Regions from separate parts of the Mus musculus genome. Here regions 2 and 3 are each linked to region 1. The links are chromatin contacts, called in public Hi-C maps. All regions are on one chromosome and are shown on one strand. The core of a region is the stretch at or near the end of the contact, and the rest is flanking DNA. Distances in the headings are between cores, read along the strand shown. Region 1 has its middle 3.3 kb from the start of Gm33958. Region 2 has its middle 3.1 kb from the start of Gm40930. Region 3 has its middle 61 kb from the start of Gm29676.

The links. Hi-C and Micro-C count contacts between places; a contact is called where the count stands out from the background.
Region 2: a contact with region 1 is called in a Hi-C map of the N1E-115 cell line, with 6 times the contacts expected there. The contact joins two enhancer-like sites. A contact is called at or near these places in 8 of 484 Hi-C or Micro-C datasets (the HPC-7 cell line, the N1E-115 cell line, cerebellum and 4 more), 4 of 115 datasets of contacts at active chromatin or transcription factors (CD8 T cells, the HPC-7 cell line, bone marrow-derived dendritic cells and 1 more) and 1 of 9 other capture datasets (macrophages).
Region 3: a Hi-C map of the N1E-115 cell line shows a contact between it and region 1, with 1.7 times the contacts expected there. The contact joins two enhancer-like sites. A contact is called at or near these places in 7 of 484 Hi-C or Micro-C datasets (ECoMG-derived neutrophils, the N1E-115 cell line, Th1 cells and 4 more) and 1 of 115 datasets of contacts at active chromatin or transcription factors (CD8 T cells).

What each region holds. Positions count from the first base shown.
Region 1 is chr13:44,401,589-44,405,337 of GRCm38.p6, forward strand. No RefSeq gene overlaps it. Among named protein-coding and RNA genes, the nearest start is that of Gm33958, 3.3 kb to the left of the region's middle. Within about 2 kb of position 2,058, at least 11 of the 459 cell types and tissues checked have an H3K27ac peak or open chromatin away from gene starts, as enhancers often do. A contact at or near this core is called in the N1E-115 cell line, where this site is marked.
Region 2 is chr13:44,499,622-44,503,370 of GRCm38.p6, forward strand. No RefSeq gene overlaps it. Among named protein-coding and RNA genes, the nearest start is that of Gm40930, 3.1 kb to the right of the region's middle. Within about 2 kb of position 2,135, at least 27 of the 459 cell types and tissues checked have an H3K27ac peak or open chromatin away from gene starts, as enhancers often do. A contact at or near this core is called in the N1E-115 cell line, where this site is marked.
Region 3 is chr13:44,319,182-44,322,930 of GRCm38.p6, forward strand. No RefSeq gene overlaps it. Among named protein-coding and RNA genes, the nearest start is that of Gm29676, 61 kb to the left of the region's middle. Within about 2 kb of position 2,055, at least 27 of the 459 cell types and tissues checked have an H3K27ac peak or open chromatin away from gene starts, as enhancers often do. A contact at or near this core is called in the N1E-115 cell line, where this site is marked.

The DNA of each region.
Region 1 (3,749 bases), core at 808-3,307:
GAATTCCCCCGCCACCCGCCGGAGTCTCATGTGTACATGCATGCACATACTTACATACCCATCCCATGCATGCAATGCCCATCCCCCTCAGCAACATTAGGGTCCAGATCCCCTCTTATCAGAACATTCCCATGATTGACAGAAACCTGATGTCAAATCAGAAGATGTCACAGAAAGCAGCACATGAGTAGAAGGCTAGACACTGATGGGGTAAGGACAAGATAAAGCAGACTCCGGGAACACATCCAGGTTGACGGAAACATGCATGCCTCCTTTCTCATATACACACGCCCCATAGAGCTGTCATTCTCTTGGGGAAACCTCAAGGGACCCCTTAAAGAAGAAGAGGCATTTAAAAAGAAACCTTTTAGAACACACCATGAGAGGCTTAGCACGTGCCCAGTTGGCCAATCTAGACAACCAACCTTCTTCCAATACCCAATTGCGGTCATATCAGATGTTTATCTGTGAATCTGTGGACAACACATCCTGGAAGACCAATAGAGAGATCACCTTGCTCTCTTCTTCCCATCAGATGATTTTCTTAAGGCCCTGGCTCCCCTGAGAAGCCAAACCACCCTTTCTAAGCCATCATCACGTCAGTCTACCCTGGATCCAGTGAAACCATTTCTATGTGGCACGCACTGGAATGTTCAGGTTAAGTTTAAGTCTTCCTGCCTGCCAAAAAACAAACAACAACAACAAAAAAATCAAGGTTCTATGGTTATAGCTTAAACAAAAGAACTTTCATGATCAACCTGGTCTCCCACATGACCTGCCTGTGAATAAATCTATCCTATAGTCTCATTTTATTATTTGTCTAGAGAATGGATTGAATAAACAATGTCCATGAAACAATTCAGAAAATTGTCTGTAAGACCTCAACCTGAAGTAAATGGTTCTAGTCAGGATGGTGAGGAATTCTGGACATTAAAAGAAACAAGCTCCAGTCATCCCCTTGAAGTGGGTACCAGACAAACATATTACCTTGGCAACTAATAAACTCCCTCGAGTTCCAAAACAGCGTGGCTACCAGACCAGCCTAGGGTGGGAAGAAGTAAGGGATTCACAAGCTCCTATCCCTCTAAGAGCCTGTCTTTCAGTTCCAGCCACGAGCTACAGAACGTTTGGTTCAGTGGGAAAAGCATATATGTTGGTGGGTCCCATATATTCCATCATCCAGCCACATCGTAGCGAGTGTAAATGCATAGCATGTTGATAACAGTACATAACCTAACAGCACTCTTCCCAGAATGCCCCACCACCACTACCACCACCCCTCCACCTTCATTGCATGGTTGATTCTTGATTTCAGAGGTAGCTCTGCGCTGTAAAGCCAGCTACATCATAAAATTAGCAGCTACCAAGTCATCAATTGAAGAGAAAATGCAGGGTTGGGTTTCTGTGAGCCTCTGATTATAACATCTTTTTGCCAATCGATACAAAAATCTCAGTTTGTATGTTTAAAGCTAGCTTTATGAAGAGATAGTGACCCATCGTCAATGTTGACCTCTCAGCTTTAATACCTTGGAAGCCTTTGCCTGAAGAAAGCATCAACACACCAACTCTCTCTTTTAGATACACTATAGCCTTCTTGTGCCCAGAATCCCATGACAGCAATATCAGCCCCGTGACTGGAACATTTTTTAAACAGGAAACACACACATGGACACACCACATACACACACACACACACAGAGAGAGAGAGAGAGAGAGAGAGAGAGAGAGAGAGAGAAAATAAAAGGACATGGCACTAAATAGATTAAAAAGGAACTCCCATTTTTGGGAGGAGAATTAAGAGTGTCACTTTGTTCCGCTTAAGCTGAGAACATGCTTGTCTGGTAGCTCAAATTGTCCTGAGCTCTGTGAGTGTCCACACACGAATGCGAAGGCAATGGCAGTGTTGATCCACGGTTGTAAATAAAAACTAGAAAAAAGCAAATCCATAAAGATACACTCTGCAAATGTAGGTGTGGATGTAGGCCGAGGGGCCATTCTCTCCTGTAATATAGTCGTTCTTTAAAGAATCCAGATCGAGCTGAGTGCGATGCTACGCCCTCGTCACCCCGGCCCTCCAGAGGTCATCCTTAGCTACATAATGTGTTTGAAGTCAGCCTGAGCTACATGAGAGCTTGTTGAAGAAAGGAGAAGAAGAGGAGGCGGCGGAAGAGGAGGAAGAGGAGGAGAGAAGGAAAGAAAGGAAAAGGGGAAAGGAAAAGAAAGAAAAGAATCCAAAACAAATACTCAAATCCTTTGTCAGTTATTAAGCCCAATGTCTTGGAAGTCACCGACACTACTTTCGTTTTTGAGATGTTGTTCAGTGTGTGTGTGTGTGTGTGTGTGTGTGTGTGTGTGTGTGTGGTCGCCCAGATTGGGTTGGAGGACAACTTAGTAGGATCAGTTCTCTCCTTCCACCTTTACATGGATCTGGGCATCTAACTCAGGCTGCCAGGCTCCACAGGAACTGCCTGTACGCACTGAGCCACCCCGCCAATCCGAGATGTTAGCGTACTTGAAGAGCTAAAATTAAATAGGGAATTGCCTAACAAGGTGATTGAAACTACAGAATACTTAACTCTGCTTGTATCCAACACCTTAAAGTGTCAGATACAGTAAGTGTGGCAGCATGGGTGGCAGCTGTAAGGCTGTCACGGGTAGTGTTTACACAGGGAAAGCACAACGTTCTCAGTTCTGTGAGGCCATCATCTTCCTGGCTCTTCACAGAAATGGGAAGAGGGCATGGAGTAACTCACTTTTAGTTTCTATTAACTTACATTAAAACGCATATGTGGGGGTGGCTAAGCAGAGCTCTAAACTCACACCCTTCCTCAAGCCCTACTCTATGGTTCTATAGGTCACAGCCTGAAAGGGCGTCTGTCTTAGGAAATGGACAAATGTGGGCAGACTTGACATTTGCTTTTGTGGATTCTCTTTGGCCAGAAAGCCAGGGCTTTCTCTTCTCTAGTATTCTCCTAACATTCTTCAAAACTGTATAGGGAGGCACAGAGAGGACTGGCCACCAACCTGAAAGGCGGAGCTATAGGACATTTTAAATTTGAGGAAAACACGTGGATATCAGCGTCATCCATCTTGCCTTGAACCCCGGCAGGCTCGGCAACTATCCCAAGGCTCATTCGGCATCACTGGTTTCCAGCTTTCAACAACCCCCTGGATGTGCGGTATCGCTAGTTTGCAGCGTTGTCCTCAGGTGCTGCTACGTTCCTTTCCATGATGTCATAGCTCTGCAAAGCCAGGTTTTCAACAGCTGTGGTGAGATGAAAACTGCCTCAGAACGACGTGAGCAGCTGATAGGGGAGGGGTAGCCAACAGGATTCCAGTTTTCATAAAGAATGGCTTCTACGCCTTTCTGTCATGACCTCAGAAGTGTGTCTTCCAATCTTTCTAACCCCAGAGACCAGCAACTTGCTTTATGAGATTGCTAGACTCACTGAACCTGACAAGAACTAAGTGAACTCTATCTGGCCAAACCTGCCTGAGTCAGAAATATGAAAAATCTTTTTTGAATCATGTGCCCAATGTAAACCGGGCTTCCCTAACTTCTTACCAGACTGCCAGGGTTTCTTTGTTTTGTTTTTAAGTCCTTCAGAAGTCTGGGGTTCACACACACACTTCTGTGTGTATATGCATGTGTGTACGTGTGTTTATGAGTGCATATGTGAGTGTATATGTCTGAATATCTGTGTATGTGAATATGTATGTATATGAGTGTGTGTATGAGTATGTGTGAA
Region 2 (3,749 bases), core at 885-3,384, 98 kb after region 1:
TGAAGCTATTGTCAGCCCTTTAGAAGCATCTATTTACAGGAAGTCAATGTAGTAATTTGAGATTGTTCTTATCTCTTCACTAAGATAAGTCTCCCAGTAGCTCTTACTACCTCCTTCTGCCATACCTGGGGAAAGAAATCCTTTCTAATTAGAAGAGTATAAGCCAGCCCACCCTGGAGATTCTGAAGGGCAGGTGGGGTCCAGAAGCCGCTAGGAACCACCACCAAATGCCCAGGAATAGGGACTGGGAAGAACACTTTCCTCTGCCGACCTGTGTCCTGTGACAGAGCATCCCCAGACAGCAGGGTCCAGAGAACACATATCCATATCATGCTACAGCAACTGTGTATCGTGCAGTTCCGATGTTTAAGTGAAGTATGTTGGATCTTGGCACCCAATCATATCCTCACCCCCAACCCCAACCCTAACCCTAACCCTAACCCCACTCCCACCTCCCTTCTCTTCCCATTTTTTTCTCAGTGCTGAGGAGCGATCGAATCTGCGCCTTTCTTTCAGCACGCTATGCCAAGGGCTCTAGCACTGAGCTAAAATGTCATCAAAACCACTCTGAAAGGGTAAAGCTGGAGACAAGAGTGGAAGCACTGACAACCAGAACCAGGATTTCCACGGAGGAGACTGGTCTTCCTGAGACTCAGGGACAGTCTCTCAGCCGATAGACTCATTCCCCATCTTGGCTATGGTCATGGCGGTTACACACTCATGACTATTTGTCCAAACAGCCAGCCATTGTCTTCAAAAGTACAGATCCTTCTGGATGCAAATGATCACAAGGCCTATAGACTTATGAAAACTCAGCAGGAACCACCTGGATGGGAGTCATATCTATGGAGTATGGATAATTTGAACAACCAAATAAATAAAGGGAGTTACCGATTATAAACCATTGAAGGAAAGGTAACCCCTAACTCTCTACTGACAGAAATAAACAAATGAGACAAGAAGGTTCATGCTGACAAGAAGATGACCATACATGTGAATAATAAAGTCAGAAAACAAGCACATGATTTTCACTGTGGTAATAACTCGAGAGCCACCTAAAGACGCAAAAACAGACGGATAGAAGTTTGTAGGAAACTGCAGAGCTTGCCGTATGACTTTACACGATAACCACTCATTATACAAACATGTTCATTTTGGTGGCCGAGGATGGAGCCCAGGGCCACACGAATTCTGAGCAAGCAAAGCACCGTTGAAAACCCCAAGCCAGGCGTGGTGGTGGTGCATGCCTTTAATCCCAGCACTCGGGAGGCAGAGGCAGGCGGATTTTAGAGTTTGAGGCCAGCCTGGTCTACAAAGTGAGTTCCAGGACAGCCAGGGCTATACAGAGAAACCTGCCTCAAAAAAAAAAAAAAAAAAAAAAAAAAAAAAAAAAAAAAAAAAAAAAAAAAAAAAAAAAGAAAGAAAGAAAGAAAGAAAAGAAAAAGAAAAAAGAAAACCCCAGCTTCACAAACGAGAAATTTGGCAGACAGATACAAGAGCATCATTAAAATTAAGAACCAATAACGAGAGAAACTGATATCGTAAGTGTCCAGTATAGAAATCAGAGAAACAGGTTTGCTGTAAAATGCGTGCTTGTCATGCATAAGGCATTAAGTGCAGGGCTAGAGAGATGACTCAGTGGTTAAGAGCACTGACTGCTCTTCCAGAGGTCCTGAGTTCAAATCCCAGCAACCACGTGGTGGCTCACAACCATCTGTAATGGGATCTGATGCCCTCTTCTTGTGTGGCAGGTACAGTGTACTTAAATAATTAAATCTTTTTTAAAAAAGAAAAAAGAGGCACTAGGTGCAATTCCTAGCACCACAATGAATTATTACATTCATGTATGTGTGTATATATACATGAATATTACATTCATGTATGTGTGTATATATACACATACATGGTTCTGGCAAAAAGAACCAGAAAGCACATGCAGTGTGTGACAGATGGTAAGACGTGCCAAATAAGTCTATCCACAATAACATCCATGCCTCACCTGCAAAATTAAAATCAGGCTCTGCTTCCTTCCCACGCTAACATTTTAATTTCATTTTATTTATCTTTAGGCTTGGGAGGCATGCCAAGGTGCATATGTGAAGGTCAAAGGGCACAGTTCTCTCCTTCCACTGTGTGTGTAGAGCCTTCTACCCACTGGGCCATCTCACACTCCTGAGCTCTATCGTTCTTAACACCTGCGCTCGCCTTGAGACAGCCTGTGAGTGTTGGATGAGCCTGCTCCAGCAGGAGAAGTTGCCCCTATACATCTAAATGGCAAGCCAAGGCACACTCCCCTCCCCAGCTGGAGTCTGGCCTTGCCTTGATACCAAGCAGCTGTTGCCTGGCACAACAATGCTGGAGGCTCCAGTCAGGAAGTGGGAGCTGCCACATCCTCTGTTCAGCCTATTATCAGAGCTTAGCAGTTGGGCTCTCCTGTCAGAGTTTGGGTGGTACTGTGGCCTCTGTATTGTCTGCCTCTGGGTATCAATTGAGGAGGTCTGTTGACTCTTGGCCAGAAACCCTTAAGACAGTCACTTTGAATACCCCTGGAGGGTGGTAATGGTAACCTTGTATTAGTGCCTGCCATGCCCTTAGGGGGCCTGGCTGCACATCGGGATGAAGTCAGCAAGATGATGTCAGAGTGCTAAAAATACTCCGAAGGGGAGGTTTCTGGGATTAGTTGGAAGTGAGCTAGATGCTCATGTCACTCAATCTCTCTCTCTCTCTCTCTCTCTCTCTCTCTCTCTCTCTCTCTCTCTCTCTCTCTCTCTCTCTCTCTTTCTCACACACACACACACACACACAGAGCCAAAGACCCAGCAGTTCAAGGGTGGCCGTGAAATGTGACAGCTGTTGTGTGGCAGAAAAAATTAGGTGTGGGAGGGAATATAGAAAGATCTGATCGTTGGGTAGGTGACATTTTAGGACCGACCGTCCCTACTCAGAGACAGGATGCTAAGGAATTTTGTCCCCAACCCATAATTTGCAGAGGGAGCCCTCCACCCTAATGAAACAGGGATTAGCAGTCAACAAAGATTAAAGAAGAGAACTCCCTGGACCCCACCAGCTAGGGGAAGAGGAGCAGGTGGCAAGGCAGGAGGAAAGGTTTAGTAGCTTCAGAGTCCCTTGATCCTAATCTTTCCACGTGTGGGTTTGTAATCAGAGGCCCCCAAACAGTAATCAGCTCCCGGCTTCTCTTCCCACACAGACTCGGTACACAGGAAGAAACAGGAAGTAGGAAGAAGCGTTTACCTTTGGGGTTTTTATGTTTGTTTGTTTGTTTGTTTTTCTTTTCATCCTCTGCTCTACCTAAGTCTATTTGTGTTCCTAGCCCATTGTCTAATGGGCGCTTGGCCAATCTTTCTCCTCTAGCCCCCTCTCCTCCCCACCGGGATCACAAGGACAGAAGGATGCTAGCCTACAATGTATTCTCTACATCACACAGAAGGAGTAAAGTCCGTTTGGCAAGCCACCAAGCTTGGCTCTCTGGGAGCTTCTGGAGAAAGAGATACAAATGTGCCTTTTCCAGGGCAGTGTTTGTAGACTTTGTATCCAATTCTCTTCTCAGACAGCTCTACAGAGCTGCCGGACACAAAACGGAAACTCGGGTCCTGAGGTTTGCCAGCCTCCCCTCACCAACCATAGTGCTGGAGAAAGGTGAGGGCCTAGCCTTCTGTGCTTCCCGTGCCTTCCATGCCTTCCCCAGTAGACGAGATTATCAACCGGGTCTGATCCCTACTATCGTGGTC
Region 3 (3,749 bases), core at 805-3,304, 82 kb before region 1:
TGTCTCCTTGGCTTCCAAGAGCCCACGGCTTCAGCGAAGTAAGCCGGTCTGTTTTCAATGCTTAACTTTTAACACATGGCAAACGGATGGCACTTTGAACACGACCATCATCTGGCTGAGGAGAAAGCTGTTTTCCATTTCTGGCAACCCATACTTCTGGCTTATCATGACAGGAGGAAAGGGGCTGAAATTACACTTGGGTTGGATTGCGTTGATCACATTTTTCCGTCTTTGTAGCTAAAAAAAAAAAAAAAAAAAAAAAAAAAAACTAGAAAACTCTCCTCTGGTGTTGCAGAAAATGGTAATAGAGTTGACACCACTGTTGGCATTCCGACTAAACTGCATTCATGAAAGGAAGTAGTAGGTTAGCGTCTTTCATCTTTTCTCCCTAAAACACAGCATGGTATCGTAAAAGCTAGGACTGGACCAAGAGTTTTTAAAACGTTGATGGCCTACTGCGCATGCTCACTGGGGGTGGAGTTGGGCGGGGCATGGGTAGGTATGATTGCCTGGTACTCATACTCACTGCGGGTGAGGAAGGGTGGGTAGGTAGGATGGTCTGGTGTGCTTGCTCACTGGGGAGGATGTGACTTGGAGGGGGCATGGGTAAGTATGATGGTTCATCTTTACGGTCAAACATAGTGTTGCCTTCTCTGCTTCCTGCCTTATCGGATTGAAGCTGCTGTCCTTTGCCACTTGCTCTGGACACCAGGATATTCTGCCCAATCACATGGGACCAAAACTTCTGAAACCAACAGTCATAACACATCTTTTCCACCTTTATGCTGTTCTTTAGGTGTTTTTTTTTTCCTTACAACAATGAGAAAAGAAGCTAAAAACAGGAAGTATGGCATCTTTCAAAAGGCTACTTTCAACCCTCCTCGCTCTGCATGCAACAGTTAGCATTGCAGTAGTGAATATCACAAGCTACGAGGCTTAATGTTTAAAAAAAATATATTCCTCATAGCTTTGGAATCCAGTCCAAGATCAAGGAATTGACAAGGCATCCCTGGAATCTCTCCTTGGTTTGTATATGACAATCTTTCCCCCAAATCATCAAGTTATCTTCTTTTGACACAGGTCTATGCCCTAATCTCTTTCTATATGGATACTAGACTGACTTAGGGATGGATCACCCATATGCCCTCATTTTAAGCAGTGTCGCCTTCTGAGGTGCCAGAAGTTAGCACTCCAACAAAGAGTTTTTAAAGGGATGTAACTTACCCCTCCCACTCCTTGGAGGGACTTGGTACTCAACTGAATAAACTCAGCTTCATTTCAGCTATAACAGACTCAGTCTGAGGCCTGGATTCATAAAGGAATAGAGCCGAATGCTCATCTGATGTCTGACTTGTTGTGGTTTATGCAGAACAACGCCAGCAGAAGCGGGGAGGACAGTGATGTCACTAAAAAGCATTCTCTTAGAAGGAGACCAGCTTCTGTGATCCCAGGGGGCATTAGAACCATGATATCCTTCTCTAGAAAAGAAATTATTGGATTTTTTTAATTTACATTTCAAATGTTATCCCCTTTCCCAGTTTCCCCTCCCTTCCTGTAAACCCCCTCTCCCATCCTCCCTCCCTCTGCTTCTATGGGGGTGTTTCTCCACTCACCCACCCACTCCCACCTCCCTGCCCTCCATTCCCCTATACTGGGGCATCTATCCAGCCTTCATAGGACCAGGGACCTCTCCTCCCCTTGATGCCTGACAAGGCCATCGTCTGCTACATTTGCAGCTGGAGCCATACGTACTCCCTGGTTGATGGCTAAATGCGGCAGGATGGTGTGAGCACTTTCTGACTGCACTCCTTCACCCCACCTCCCCTGGGACCTTCATTAAGGTTCTTCTCAAAAGGGATTTCCCTCTCACATCTACAAACATCAGAAAGGAGTGGAATGAGTCGCCAAATGATCAGAACGAACGTTTTCTCATGGCACTTTCTCCTGAGCAAAAACATGACTTCTTACGTGAGCAAAACGAAAGAAAAGTGATAGCAGATGACTAACCAGGGTGACAGGAAGATGTATGGGTGTTCGGGACATCGGGAGCTTTTGAAGCACGCAAGGCCGGTGCTGAAATGAGAGTGGGTGAGCAACCGCCCTCGCAAATGGAGCACAGGAAGAACTATGAATAAGACGCATACACACACACCAAAAAGACGTGTGTAATTTGCAGTGTGTAGCAGTGGGCTGACCATGATGGTTCTAAATACCCTCTGACACATTTTTACAGAGGAACCGGGTGGCTTTATTCTAGATGACAATCCCTTGCTAATTACCCTTCATGCTGACTGATAGTGGCACTGTGAGTCACCAGGGTTCTCCCGTGGAGCCCTGTTTACTCATGGGCCATGTGTTGGCTGTGATTGGGACGTGAGTGAATCCAGAAGCCCTTGATTACAGACCTCCATGTGGGGGATGAGGGTCCGGGTGACATCATGGGTCATGGACTGAATTGCACCCCCACCCCCCACCCCCAAACAAAAGCTGCATTGAAGTCTTAAGCCCCAGTTCCTACAAATGTGACTCAATTAGAAAGGAAGCCATTGCACATGTAATCGGTTAAGATAAGGCTCTATTTGATCAGGGAAGAGCCAACATCCGATATGACTGGAAAAAAGCAGAGAGAGAGAGAGAGAAGGACACCAGGAAGAGAACCATGGAGATAGACATTGGAAAGATGCATCTACAACCCAAGGAATGCCAGTGCATCCATTACTTTAGCTAACAAAAGGAGCCTATGGGAGAAAGGATTTATTTTGACTTATGGTTTTAGAAGATACAGCTGGTTCATAATGCTGGAGCCATGGATGGAAGGGGGAACGTGGGAGACAACTGATCGGCATGGCCTCTCCAGTCAGGGGGCAGAGAAACGTAAATGCTGGTCCTCAAATTGCTTCCTCCTTCTTCATCTTATATTCAGTCTGGCATACACATATACTTACACACGCATGTGCATGCACACACACACACACACACACACACACACACACACACATGCATGCACCAGCCCTTCAGGGTAGGTCTTCCCTGATCAGTTAATAATCTTTGGAAATAACCTCATAGACAACAACAAGGGTGTGCCTCTCTTATGCTGTGGACACTCTTAAATCTAATCAAGTTGTCAATAAAGAACTGGCCATCACAATCTGAAAACACCAAAGTCTGGGGAAAGGCAAAGGATTCTCTCCCTTTGCTTCAAGAGGTCAAGCCTTTGGAAGTCGGGGAGAAGAAGCGTTGCTCCTCCAGCCTACTGTACTTTGCAAAAGCAAGTACCCATACTGTGGTTCCCAGTCACAAACAAGCTTTGAACCCCATGGTCCTCTGCTCCACAGCTTCTAAACTGATAACTCTTCATAATAGTCCCCTCTTGAGCACAGTTCCAATATTTCAAAAACATGCAGACTTTTACTTTTCTTCTTTCCCTCTCCTCCACATTAGACACAAAGATGCCACAAGTTGAAGATGCCAGAGATTGTCCATTTTCCCCTCTCTGAGGTCTTAGCACTGGTGGCTGTGACCTGGACACAGCTCCAGACCTTCATCTTTTGCTGGGACTTGAACTCAAGTGATTTTAGACTCGATAACTAGAATTCCATTGTCACCAATGTTTTAGATTCCAAGGCAATGACCAAGAACGGGAACAGCACTGGAGAGATGGCTCAGTAGTTAAGGGCACTGGCTGCTCCTCCAGAGAACTTGGGTTTGATTCCCAGCACCCACAAGATGGCTCACACCATCTTTAGCTC